Linked DNA regions of Mus musculus: all the other regions are linked to region 3. A link is a contact called in public HiChIP or PLAC-seq and promoter capture Hi-C data. All regions are on one chromosome and are shown on one strand. Each heading gives the region's core, a stretch centred on a gene start, on an enhancer-like site or on the middle of the called end of the contact. The rest is flanking DNA. Distances are from core to core; before and after follow the strand shown.

The links. Promoter capture Hi-C pulls out the DNA fragments that hold promoters and counts their contacts. HiChIP or PLAC-seq counts read pairs in DNA pulled down with a chosen protein or histone mark.
Region 1: an H3K4me3 HiChIP or PLAC-seq map of forebrain shows a contact between it and region 3, with 2.5 times the contacts expected there. The contact joins the enhancer-like site here to the promoter of Dstyk in region 3. A contact is called at or near these places in 1 of 39 promoter capture datasets (pre-B cells), 4 of 115 datasets of contacts at active chromatin or transcription factors (embryonic stem cells, forebrain and pancreatic cancer cells) and 1 of 9 other capture datasets (adipose tissue).
Region 2: a contact with region 3 is called in a promoter capture Hi-C map of neural stem cells. The contact joins the promoter of Lrrn2 here to the promoter of Dstyk in region 3. A contact is called at or near these places in 2 of 39 promoter capture datasets (embryonic stem cells and neural stem cells).

Annotation. Positions count from the first base shown.
Region 1 is chr1:132,119,516-132,122,953 of GRCm38.p6, forward strand. Cdk18 (cyclin-dependent kinase 18) reads right to left here. Exons shown (of 16, transcript NM_008795.2): 2 at 2,797-2,945; 3 at 2,522-2,601; 4 at 1,933-2,058; 5 at 453-509. The coding sequence starts at 2,920. Among named protein-coding and RNA genes, the nearest start is that of Cdk18, 18 kb to the right of the region's middle. Within about 2 kb of position 1,861, at least 33 of the 459 cell types and tissues checked have an H3K27ac peak or open chromatin away from gene starts, as enhancers often do. A contact at or near this core is called in forebrain, where this site is marked.
Region 2 is chr1:132,878,571-132,881,901 of GRCm38.p6, forward strand. It overlaps Lrrn2 (leucine rich repeat protein 2, neuronal), which reads left to right and starts at 1,785. Exons shown (of 2, transcript NM_010732.4): 1 at 1,785-2,105.
Region 3 is chr1:132,416,186-132,419,537 of GRCm38.p6, forward strand. Dstyk (dual serine/threonine and tyrosine protein kinase) reads left to right here and starts at 1,268. Exons shown (of 13, transcript NM_172516.4): 1 at 1,268-1,685. The coding sequence starts at 1,421.

The DNA of each region.
Region 1 (3,438 bases), core at 611-3,110, 300 kb before region 3:
GCCACCAACCCTGACACAGGACACCAAAGCAGTTTAATAACAGTGTCCTTGCTGTGTGCCAGGCACTAAGAACCGTACATAAGCTTCTCCTGGTACCCTTCCATACCCCCAACAGTAGTTATTTTCATCCTTTGACAGAGAATGAAACTGAGGCATGAAGAGAGAGAGAGCGAGCACAGGACACGCTAAGGTCATGGAGCAAGCAAGTGGAAGACATAGGATTCAAATCCAAACCATAGCTATTTGAAAGGGGGGAGAAAGACTAGATCCTGTGCAGAGACCTCTGTCTTCAAGAGCAGGGCATAGGGCATCTAACACCAGCTCTGGAAGCTAGGCAGGCTGCTTGGGCAAGTAGTGTGACTCCATGAACCAGGAGGCATGGGGGGGGGGGGGGCAGAACAGAGTCAAAACCATCCTACCTGCTGCCAGAGAGAGCAATGTTGGTCTCTTACCTCCCCCAGTTTGTCCAGTTTCACATATGTTTCCAGTTTCCCAAAGCCGATATCTGACTGGGAAGGAGACACAGGGGACGGTGAGATTCAAAGCCCCAGCAGACCTTCCTAGTCAAAGTGAAGGAAGTGAGACACCCCCATTGTACAGAGAGGAACCAAGGCTAACATCTCAAGCAAGGACAGCTTCAAACCCTCCTTTTTCTCCTCTCCCTTCATCCTTGTGAATGCTGAAGATCCTCTGGAAATGGGGGCCCCTCTTCCGAGAGTCGGATATGAGTACACTGAGCTGCCCGGCCTGTCCGCCCGCCGCCTACCTGCCTGCCTGCCGGGCTCTCTTGCTCAGGTTGCTAGCTCCTCTGTCACTCTCTACTATGTGGGGGTCCACTTCAGAGCCCAGTTCCCTAGTCATCAGTTCATCTCGTCTAGCTCAGGATAAGACGCGTCGTCGTAATAAGATAGAGCTGAGACCCACTTGCCAGAGCTAGACGCTCCTAACGGGCAGCTGGGACCTAAAGTCTGGGGGTGAGGTGGGGGTGTCGGTGAGTCTTTTGTTTCTTTGTGGTTGGCTTTTTGTTTGTTGTTTTGTTTTATTTGGGAGGTCTTTCATTTTTATCAAGCATTATATAACATATATGTGCTATATAATATACTGTGTGGCCTTCTGGCAGGAAGAGATGACCATAGCTGGGGGGTTTCCCTCCTTTGGGGAGGTGTGAGTTTGTTTGTTTGTTTTTTCTCATTAGTCAGGAAAATGTTTCCCTCATCAATTTTCTTCAAGGCGCTGGACACAGAGTATCGACTGCCTATCTCTCTCCATCAAAGATCACTGGTAAGGAAGTCTAGCTGCTCTCTAGACCTTGTTCCCACCAGTGAACTTGTGGACGCACACAGTGGCTATTTTGGGGGTGACCATGCTTATGTCCATGATGGTGAGGCCAGGGAGAACCTTGAACCACATCTCTGCATAGTGAAACACAACCTGAACCCTATCCAGATACTCCTGGTTTTGTTTTGTTTGTTTTATTTGTTTGAGGCTGTCTTACAGCGTACCCTAGGCTAGCCAGGAATTACATAGCCCAGGTAAACCTTGAATTCTTAACAGATGGTTGTGAGCCACCATGTGGTTGCTGGGATTTGAACTCAGTACCTCTAGAAGTGCAGTCAGTGCCCCTAACCGCTGAGCCATCTCTCCAGCTCAAGCCTTGAATTCTTAACACTCCTGCAACAGCCTCCCAAGGAATCCTGGGAGTACAGACATGAGTCCCAGCACTGATTTAGTGGCCTTAACTAGGGAGACCCTGGGGTTCCCAGGGGATTTGGGGGCTACTTGGCTTCATGCATTGACTTAGAGAGACCGCTTATTAAAACCCTCAGGGGGCCAGCAGGTGGCGCCAGAGGCATAGGAATCTTTCTGGAAACCACTGTAGGCTTCAGCTGGCACAAAGAAGGCCATACTGGTGTCTCACACCCTTAGACTCACCAGGGAGGCACGGCGGGACATGCGGGTGAGAGGCTTGGGCAGCCCTGGGTTCTCCAGCTGTAGCTTCTGCAGGAATTCCTGGGGTAGGCGGATGTCCATGGGCAGAGAGAGCCTCTTGTTGAGGTCCTGAGGTGGCAGAGATGGGATGGGAACATCATGTTGGCCCCAGAAGGTCCTTGCCTCTCATTCTGGATCTATCTGTCCATATAAGGAAGGCTAAGCCTCAGGCTCACAGTTACCTGAGGGGCGTACATTTATGAACCTGCAAGGATTACTGTGTGACCTTTAGAAGGTTTCTTCCCCTCTCTGGGCCACAGTAGAACATAAATAAATCTCATGCCATCACAATGTAATTTTGTAAGCACAGTTTTTTTTTTTTTTTTCTATTCTTGGCACGGGTATGTGGGCTATAAAAACAGTCAATTGTCTAACCAAGAATGTTTTAGCACTTGACATATATTCTCACTGAACCCCCACCATAAGCTGCACCAGTTTGAGCCCCCCAGTGGCAGGCTCTACAGCAACCACCCTGCTAAATTTACTGCTGTGGACGTGTGTGACCCATGGAGCCCGGGAGGGGCACCCTCACCTCCATGGAGAATCGGCGCTGGTTCTGCCGTTGTTGATACTGCATGCCAGGAGACAGCTGCTCAGGCTCATCTGTGCCATCTGTGGGGGAGAAAGCGCCTGATGACAGCCCACAAGACTGAGTGGCATGTCTGAGTGGGACAAGTGTCAGTCCCTACCTCCCACCCAGAGTATGTGAACAGCCCAGAGCACCCCCACCCCTTCTTCCCAATGTCAGCTAGTCATCAGGGTCACAGGGAGCCTGGGTGGAAAAGAGCTAGGTGGCCTGACCCTCACCCTCATTCGTCTGAGTGTGGAGTTGGTTGAACTGCTCAGTGAACTCAGCCAACGACTCCTCAATGGTCTCTGGGCGGGGCACGGACAGGGAAAGCCTTCGCTTGAAGTTCTTCATCTTGTTCATGATCAGCAGGGGTCCAAGATGGGTCCTGGGACAGAGAGGAGAGAAGAGGGCAATGTGGACAGTCTGGACCCATGGGAGCCAGGCTCTGCACGGGGCATGCTTAGGTCACTCAGACCAGAGCCACAGCTCCGTGATTGCAGGCTCTAACCCTGTTCCTTTCTCCAGTGAGTCTCGGCTATCTTCTGACTATGAACATTCCCTCCCCTGCATCACAGCATCAATGGCTATAGCTACAGGTTTGCAAGGGGCCACTTCAGACATTCAACCTCCAGGGGCAGGAGGTCTAGACATCTCTGGGGCAGGTTATCTGAACTGCATGGCCCTCGGGCCATCTCTGCTCTTTCTGAAGGAGCCTAACTGGCTGGTGGCTGCTGGCCACCTGTCAGCAGGTTGCAAACTCCATGATCCCTTTTACTGATACCAGAACACATCCCCTCTCTGGCTCATCCTGGATCCTTAGGAAGAAGATCAAAGGACAGTAAATGCATGGCCCAGCTCTACCTCTGCTCCAGATGCAA
Region 2 (3,331 bases), core at 535-3,034, 460 kb after region 3:
CTTGGTGCTCCCATGCAGAATTCTTCTACTCCCTTGGGCCCAACCCAGTCTCCCTTACAAAGGCTCTTCTTTCTCAGTGCTCCTTCATTTCCTGTCTTTACGGCAGCCACCCTCCCAGCCTCTGGCCTTTCTTCATCCTAAATCACTCTGTACAGGGCCACAGATGAGTTTCTAGATCTTGGTCTCAGGCTCTCCCACTCTGCATAACTGAGGTCATACTACCCGTGCAAGAGTGCTGCCAGGATGACGACCTGAATTCCATCCGCTCCCAGCCTCCATTTGCTGGGCTGTTAAATGGGGACGTATGTCAGCCTGATACAGAGCTGTGTGAAAAGGCTTGGTGTCTCTTAGTTCATCTCTAGCTCTCCTCCACTGCCTGGTCCCCCACTCCCAGCCCCCACCTTCCAGACAACCTATTCTATTTTGCTTGCCTCAACTTTCCTGCCTTGCTAGTCCCCATTTTCTCTGCCAGTTTAAATCCTATCGGTCCAGCTGGGCTCAGCTGGAAGCTCGGCTCCTCTATAAAACCTCCCATGAATAACCAGAGCCCAGAACAGCGTTTTCAATCTGTGTTTCTATGGCACCTTCCATTGCCTTGAAATGCTAAAATTTGTTTCAAGTACTTCCACCCCGTCCTTCTCGGCTCCCGAGGGCCATTATATCCCACAGCAGGGGTGGCGGGTGGAGACCAGCGAGTAGTTCTGCTGGTATTTAGTATGTGCTTACTGGAAGGATTAAGGGGCCAACTCTGTCTATACAGAACACAGAACTTCCAAGTCCACTCGACAAGGCTGTAGGCATGGCTGTCACTGCTGGTTGTATTCTTAGAATAAACAGAACCCAGAAGCCCTGTGTCTGGCCAGGGACACTAATCTAAAGCCAGTCATGAAGAATGGCCCCCTAAAGAAGCCCCGACTTGCAGAAGTCCCTACACCTTGAGCCCCATCTTCTCTCATCTTGACTTTCCAGGCTCTGATTGGGTGTGGCGTGCTATGAAGCTTAGCTCTGGTACCTATTCTTAGTGGGCCACACTGAAGGCCTCTCAAAGACTTGGGCCTGAAGCCTTCACTGCAGCAGACCTACTCTTCAAGTAAGCCCCAATGTGTGCTGGTGACCCCAATTTTCTGAGCCACCAAGCAGTAGCCCAGCACCCATTTTCTGGGTCCTGCTTTACCTCCTAGTTTCATGGCTTCACGATGACCAGCCTGCAGGTGTAGAACCCTGCGGCCAAGTCCCTGTGTAGACCTGTCAGCGCCTCCCTTAATCCCTCTGAGACTAACCATGTGCCAGGAGACTGGAAGCAGTACTGAAAAGGCTACAGAAGAGCCGCCAGTGCCCATGGACAAACTCGCCCACGGCTTTTGTCCTGTCCACCGTTAACTTGGGGAGGGTAGTACCGTGCAAAAATGTGGTCACAGCCTTAAGCGGTGCCTATGAGCCACACCTGTCCTACAAGCTGAATTTCCCATCTGTTCTCTTGGCTTTTGCAAGAGAGTGGGAGGGAGCATCAGCAATGCCACTTATTTCTCCCCTGACCCCCAAGCGCTATGCCCTTCTCCCTCTCTTCCATAAGCCTTGGGTCTTGATGCAGAAGGACCGCTCAAACTACAGCATCGGGCCCCACCCAACTCCTTCCTCTGGGATGTGTGCAAGTGAGGCAGAAGGGGCTTCTGGCCACTCAGGAGTTAAAATGGCAGCGGGACTGGAGGGGGTTGGCGTGGCAAGCAGACAGGGAGGAGGCGACCGGAGTGGGCTAGGGAGGTTGGGAGCGCGGCGGAGCAGCTAGTGAGGAGGACGAGCGCGAGCAGCCAGGAGGGAGGAGGCGCGGCGGGGGCGCCGGGCGCCGCGGGCCTGCTCCGTGCTCCGCAGACGCGCGGCGCTCCGGGAGCGCCGGCCCTGGCCGCCAACCTCCAGCCGCGGCGCGCAGGATTGGGGACACTGTCATTCTGCTGACGCCCTCGCAGGCTCAGCGTTGAGACCACTCCCAGGACAAGTGTAGGTTGGGGAAGGCGCCCGGCGAGCCTCCCGGGCCTGGGTAGCAGCGCGCCGTGGAGCAGCGATCCCAGCCGGGAGGCGAGTGACGGACATAGGACAGCGCCCGCGCGGTGAGTGTGCGGCTCCCTGGCGGCCGGGACTGTGGACTCCGAGGACGCTGGCTTGGCCTTGAGGGTCGCCGAGATCCTGTCCCCGCGGCCCGGGCTTTGATGACCCGATGGGGGAGGGGAGCGCGGCCGCGACCGCGGCGGTCGCCGAGATGCCTGCAGGAGAGCTGGTGATTTGGGGAGAAGGCCGGGAGGGGCGAAGGAAGGAGAGCTAGAGAATGCAAAGGAGGTGGCCGCTGCGCTGGCTGGACCGGAGCTGCGGGGGAGAGGGTCGGGGCCTGAACCAACTGGGAGAGGCCCCAACCCCTCAAACTGTTGCTGGGTAGCGGGGAGCCCTGGAGATGCAGAGGAGCCAAAGAGGTGGCCCCGGGGTTAGAGAGGGCGTGACAGAGGAGAACTCGCAGGATGGAAGCGCACTAGAGCCTAGGGGACTTTCCCTTCCTGGGAGCTCGGGTGGTGGCCGTGCAAAAAAGACAGGGTGGCCTTGGTTGGGTCTGTACAAAGTATCTGGCACCGAGAGTCAGGCTCCTCCCGGGCGGGAGACTAGGGTCTGACTGCAGTCTAAGATGGGACTTTTGGGTGGGGGAGGGGTCGGCCGGGCTAAGCCTGGGCGCTGTGCGGTTTAAAGCAGCTCTGAGGCCACCGCATCATGCCAGGGACAGGCTGGGCTGGCCAGCCACAGGTGGGCCGTCTGTCCTGCTGGCATGACAGGGTTGTGCGGGCGCAGACTGCCCAGCCAGCCAAGATCCTCGAGCGGCGGGGTGAGGCAGCTGAACTGAGCCGCTGAAGGAGAGAACTGGACCCCGGGGGTGGGCCCTAGCAGGGTGTTGCAATGCTCCCGGCTGCCCCTGCCCTTCCTCCCCCACCAAATGAACAGGAAGGAAAATGTCAGCTGGGCTTTGTGCTCTGTTCCTCAGGCTGCCGCAGCTCCCATCTGTTGAAGCCAACGCAGCTTCTAATTGGGCGACTGGCAGGGCTTGGAGGAGGGTGGGCTGGGCACAGCGCTGGCTGCCGCTGGTTGCCAGAGATGGACTGGCTGCCGTCTGCTTGAAGACCCCAGGAGGCAGGAGGGCACTGGAGAGAGCAGCCAGGTCAGGACAACAGGAGTGGCCTTTTGCCAGCGTCTTCACCATTATCTAGGGGACCCAGGAGCAAATATCTACCCGTCCTTACTTATCCAGAATGATTGACAGGCTTCATGAGCCTCGCCATCACTCTGGACAGTATTC
Region 3 (3,352 bases), core at 18-2,517:
GATTCTTCCTCCAACCTAAGGTTTCTCTCCACTGATCCCCTAACTAGAAATCTTTGTGATGACTCATCCTGCATTGCTTTGTTAGAATAGAGACAGGGTCTCACTATGTATGTAGCCTTGTCCATTCTGGAACACACTCTGTTGATCAGGCTGGCTTTGAACTCACAGAGACCTTCACGCCTCTGCTTCCAGAGTACTGAGTCTAAAGGCATACACCACCACACCCAGCCCATGTTCTATTTTTAAATAGTGCTCTTACACTATCAACCTTTTTTTTTTTTTTAATTTCCATTTGTGTTCTCACTTCTGTTTTACCAAGCCTTTTGGAAAGCAAGGGGAATACAACTTTGCAAAGAAGAGAAATGGCCAGAATGTGCAAAGGGAGGCGTAAATGGGAAGGAACACAGGGCTCCTTTTTTGCAGCTAGCCTACCTTAAAGTGCAGGCTCATTTGAATGCGTGATCTTTTAAAAAGTGCAACAAGTTACAGGTTAAAGCCTTCACATTTCACATTGAGCCCAAGTTACTCAAAGTTCAATCAGGTGAAGAGGTGACTGGTGTCAAGTTCTGTCCCGTTTGTGGCTTGTGTGTCATGGAGTCCGTGACAGTCTGCGTCGATGGAAGTCTGGCACACTGACAGAAGCCTTGTTAAGATAATCAGTTTAGAAGGCTACTAACTTCAACTTCCCCTTACCCCTGCCGACTGTACAAGAAATCAACTGTCCTTTCTCTTAGGTCTCACCCACCCTTTCACACCCCTACCCCCTTTCCACATCTAGAGCAGGAAAAAAAAAAAAGAAAGAAAGAAAGAAAGAAAGAAAGAAAAGAAAAGAAAAAGTAGACTGTAACACAAACAGTAGAGTTTTCACTATTCTCCGGGTATTTTCAACCAATTCTCTATTATCTGTTGTAACCATTTGGGGTAACCACAGACATATTTTGTCCTCGGCCTTATTTCCTTCTACTTATTAAAATCTTTCTTTCTCCTAGATTTGAGGTACCCCATTTCTGCCGGGGTTCATACTCTGCGGGTTCTGCCTTTCCTTAGGAATTCGTGTACAGTGCAAGAACACCTTTTAAACGAGAAGAGTGTAAGCACAGGGATCAGTAGGGTCCACCCGCTAGCTTGCTTCCCTGTGGGCGTTGTGGCATTCCACCCAGCCCAGACTACAAGTCCCAGGAGCCCGCGCAGCGACGGTGCCTCTGTGAGCTCGTCCCTGGCTCCGCTGGGGAGCGGAGTAAGGTTCTGGCCGGAGCCAGGCGCTCTGGCTGCTCAGCCGCGGCAGTGACGGAGGCTGGAGGCCGCGCGGAGCGCCGGCAGGGGCGTCGGGAGGCGGATTCCGCCTTCTCTGAGCGCTAGGGGGCGGGAGGAGGGGGCCGGGCCAGCGGCTCAGCCAGCCGCGAAGACAGCTGGCTGAGCGATGGAGGCCGACGGGCAGTCATGGGCCGGCGAGTCCGTGTCGGGCCCGGGTCCCGGAGGCGGCGGAATGATCCGCGAGCTGTGCCGGGGCTTCAGCCGCTACCGCCGCTACCTGGGACGGCTGCGGCAGAACCTGCGAGAGACCCAGAAGTTCTTCCGCGACATCAAGTGCTCCCACAGCCACAGTTGTCCCTCCTCCCCCGCGGGCGGCGGAGCGGCCGAGCTTGGCCCTGCCGGCGACGTCGCCGAAGCCCCGCTGCCGGCGGGTAAGGACAGGCCCGATGGAGAGAGGAAAATCGGAGGGTGGCATCTCCGTCAGCAAAACAACTCCAGGAGGAGGCGGCCAGTAGGAGAGGGCCGCGGGGCGGCGCGAGGCCTGGGCCTCGGGGATCTTAGATGAGGTGGGAGGATACCCTGGGGAGAGGTGGCAAGGGCTCGAGACCGGGAGGCAGAATTCGAAAAGGCTAAGCGGAGAGGTGAGAAAGTTGCTTTGAATTGGGGTGCTTGGTATGGGGACCGAGTCCCCGGTTAGGTGTTAGGTTGGGTGTTTCTGAAGTCTCTGGGCGCCTTCGGACTGCACTGGTATGTGAGTGTGTGAGCGCGCGGGGTTTGGGTGTGTAAAGTGCTTGCAATCCAGTCAAGAGGCAGCCCTGCGAAGATGTCCTCTAAATAGGATTTGGAGTTGCCAAAGAAAAGGATATTTAATGGGTGTTAGAAATTAATTGGTCAGAGATGTTACTTATGGTGAAGGAGTTAAGAAATGTTTTGTTGTTGTTTTTGTTGTTGTTATTGTTGTTGTTGGGAGTGGAGTGGAGTGGGGCGGCCCTGAGCCCTTGAAAAACTTGCCCTTCTTGACTTGATTCCCCCCTCTCCTCCAACCCCTCGGGATGTATCAGAGGCCTCAGATCACTTTAAATACTGCAAGATCTTTGATCCTCCTTGAACTGCAATTGGTGGGGAACTAGAGGGTTTAACTTTTACCACCTTCTCCTTAGGAAGTTGATGAGAGAAGCCACTGACTTTCCATGTGGGTAGGTAGACGGGGCACAACCTAACAGCAGGTATGTCCTTGGTTTGCCTTTAGTGATTCTCGAGCTGCAGTGTAGATTAAAATAACCTCAGGAGTGTATTAAAAATGCCATGTCTCAGGTTGTGTCTTATGGATTCTGGCTGTGTAACCATGGTGGGGGGGTCCTAAGAGTCTAATTTAGCAAGTCAAAGATATTGGAATCTGATACAGGTGTTTTATTATCACTTAAGGTGAACTTGTGAGTTGGACCCTATACTCTTTGTTGCATGTTTAAGAACGTTGTCTGAGACTACAGAAGGGGGTGTTTAAAGACATGCTGGTAAGTCCTGATAGGGCCCTCAATGGTACTGTTCTATTGCCCAGGATAGCAATTTAAAGAGCCCTTGTTTTGGGTCAGCATGATAGCTTAGCTGGTACATGTACCTGCTGCCAATCCTGATGCCCTGAGTTGACCAGGAGAGAACCTACTCTTGAAAGTAGTCTGCTGACCTCCACATATAGGCCACTGTGCATACACACATGTGTGTGCACTCGCACACACACACACACACACACACACAGAGTATAGGTATTTTAAAAAAAAATTTTTTTTTTTTTTTTGAGACAGTGTTTCTCTGTGTAACCTTGGCTGTCCTGGAATTAGTTCTGTAGACCAGGCTGGCCTCGAACTCAGAGATCTGCTTGCCTTTGCCTCCCTGTGCTGGGATTACAGGTGTGCACCACCACCTCCAGGCAAAAGATCTTATTTTACTTCAGGACATAAAAAACACTAGAGTGATAACTACTTTTCTGAAGTTGTGCTTTTGACACTTCTAGACGCTGTCTAGAGCAGTTGGTGAGGCAGCTCATATTTTTCAATGGACCCAGAGTTTGGCAGCAACTTCTTCCGTCAGAAGCTTTGCT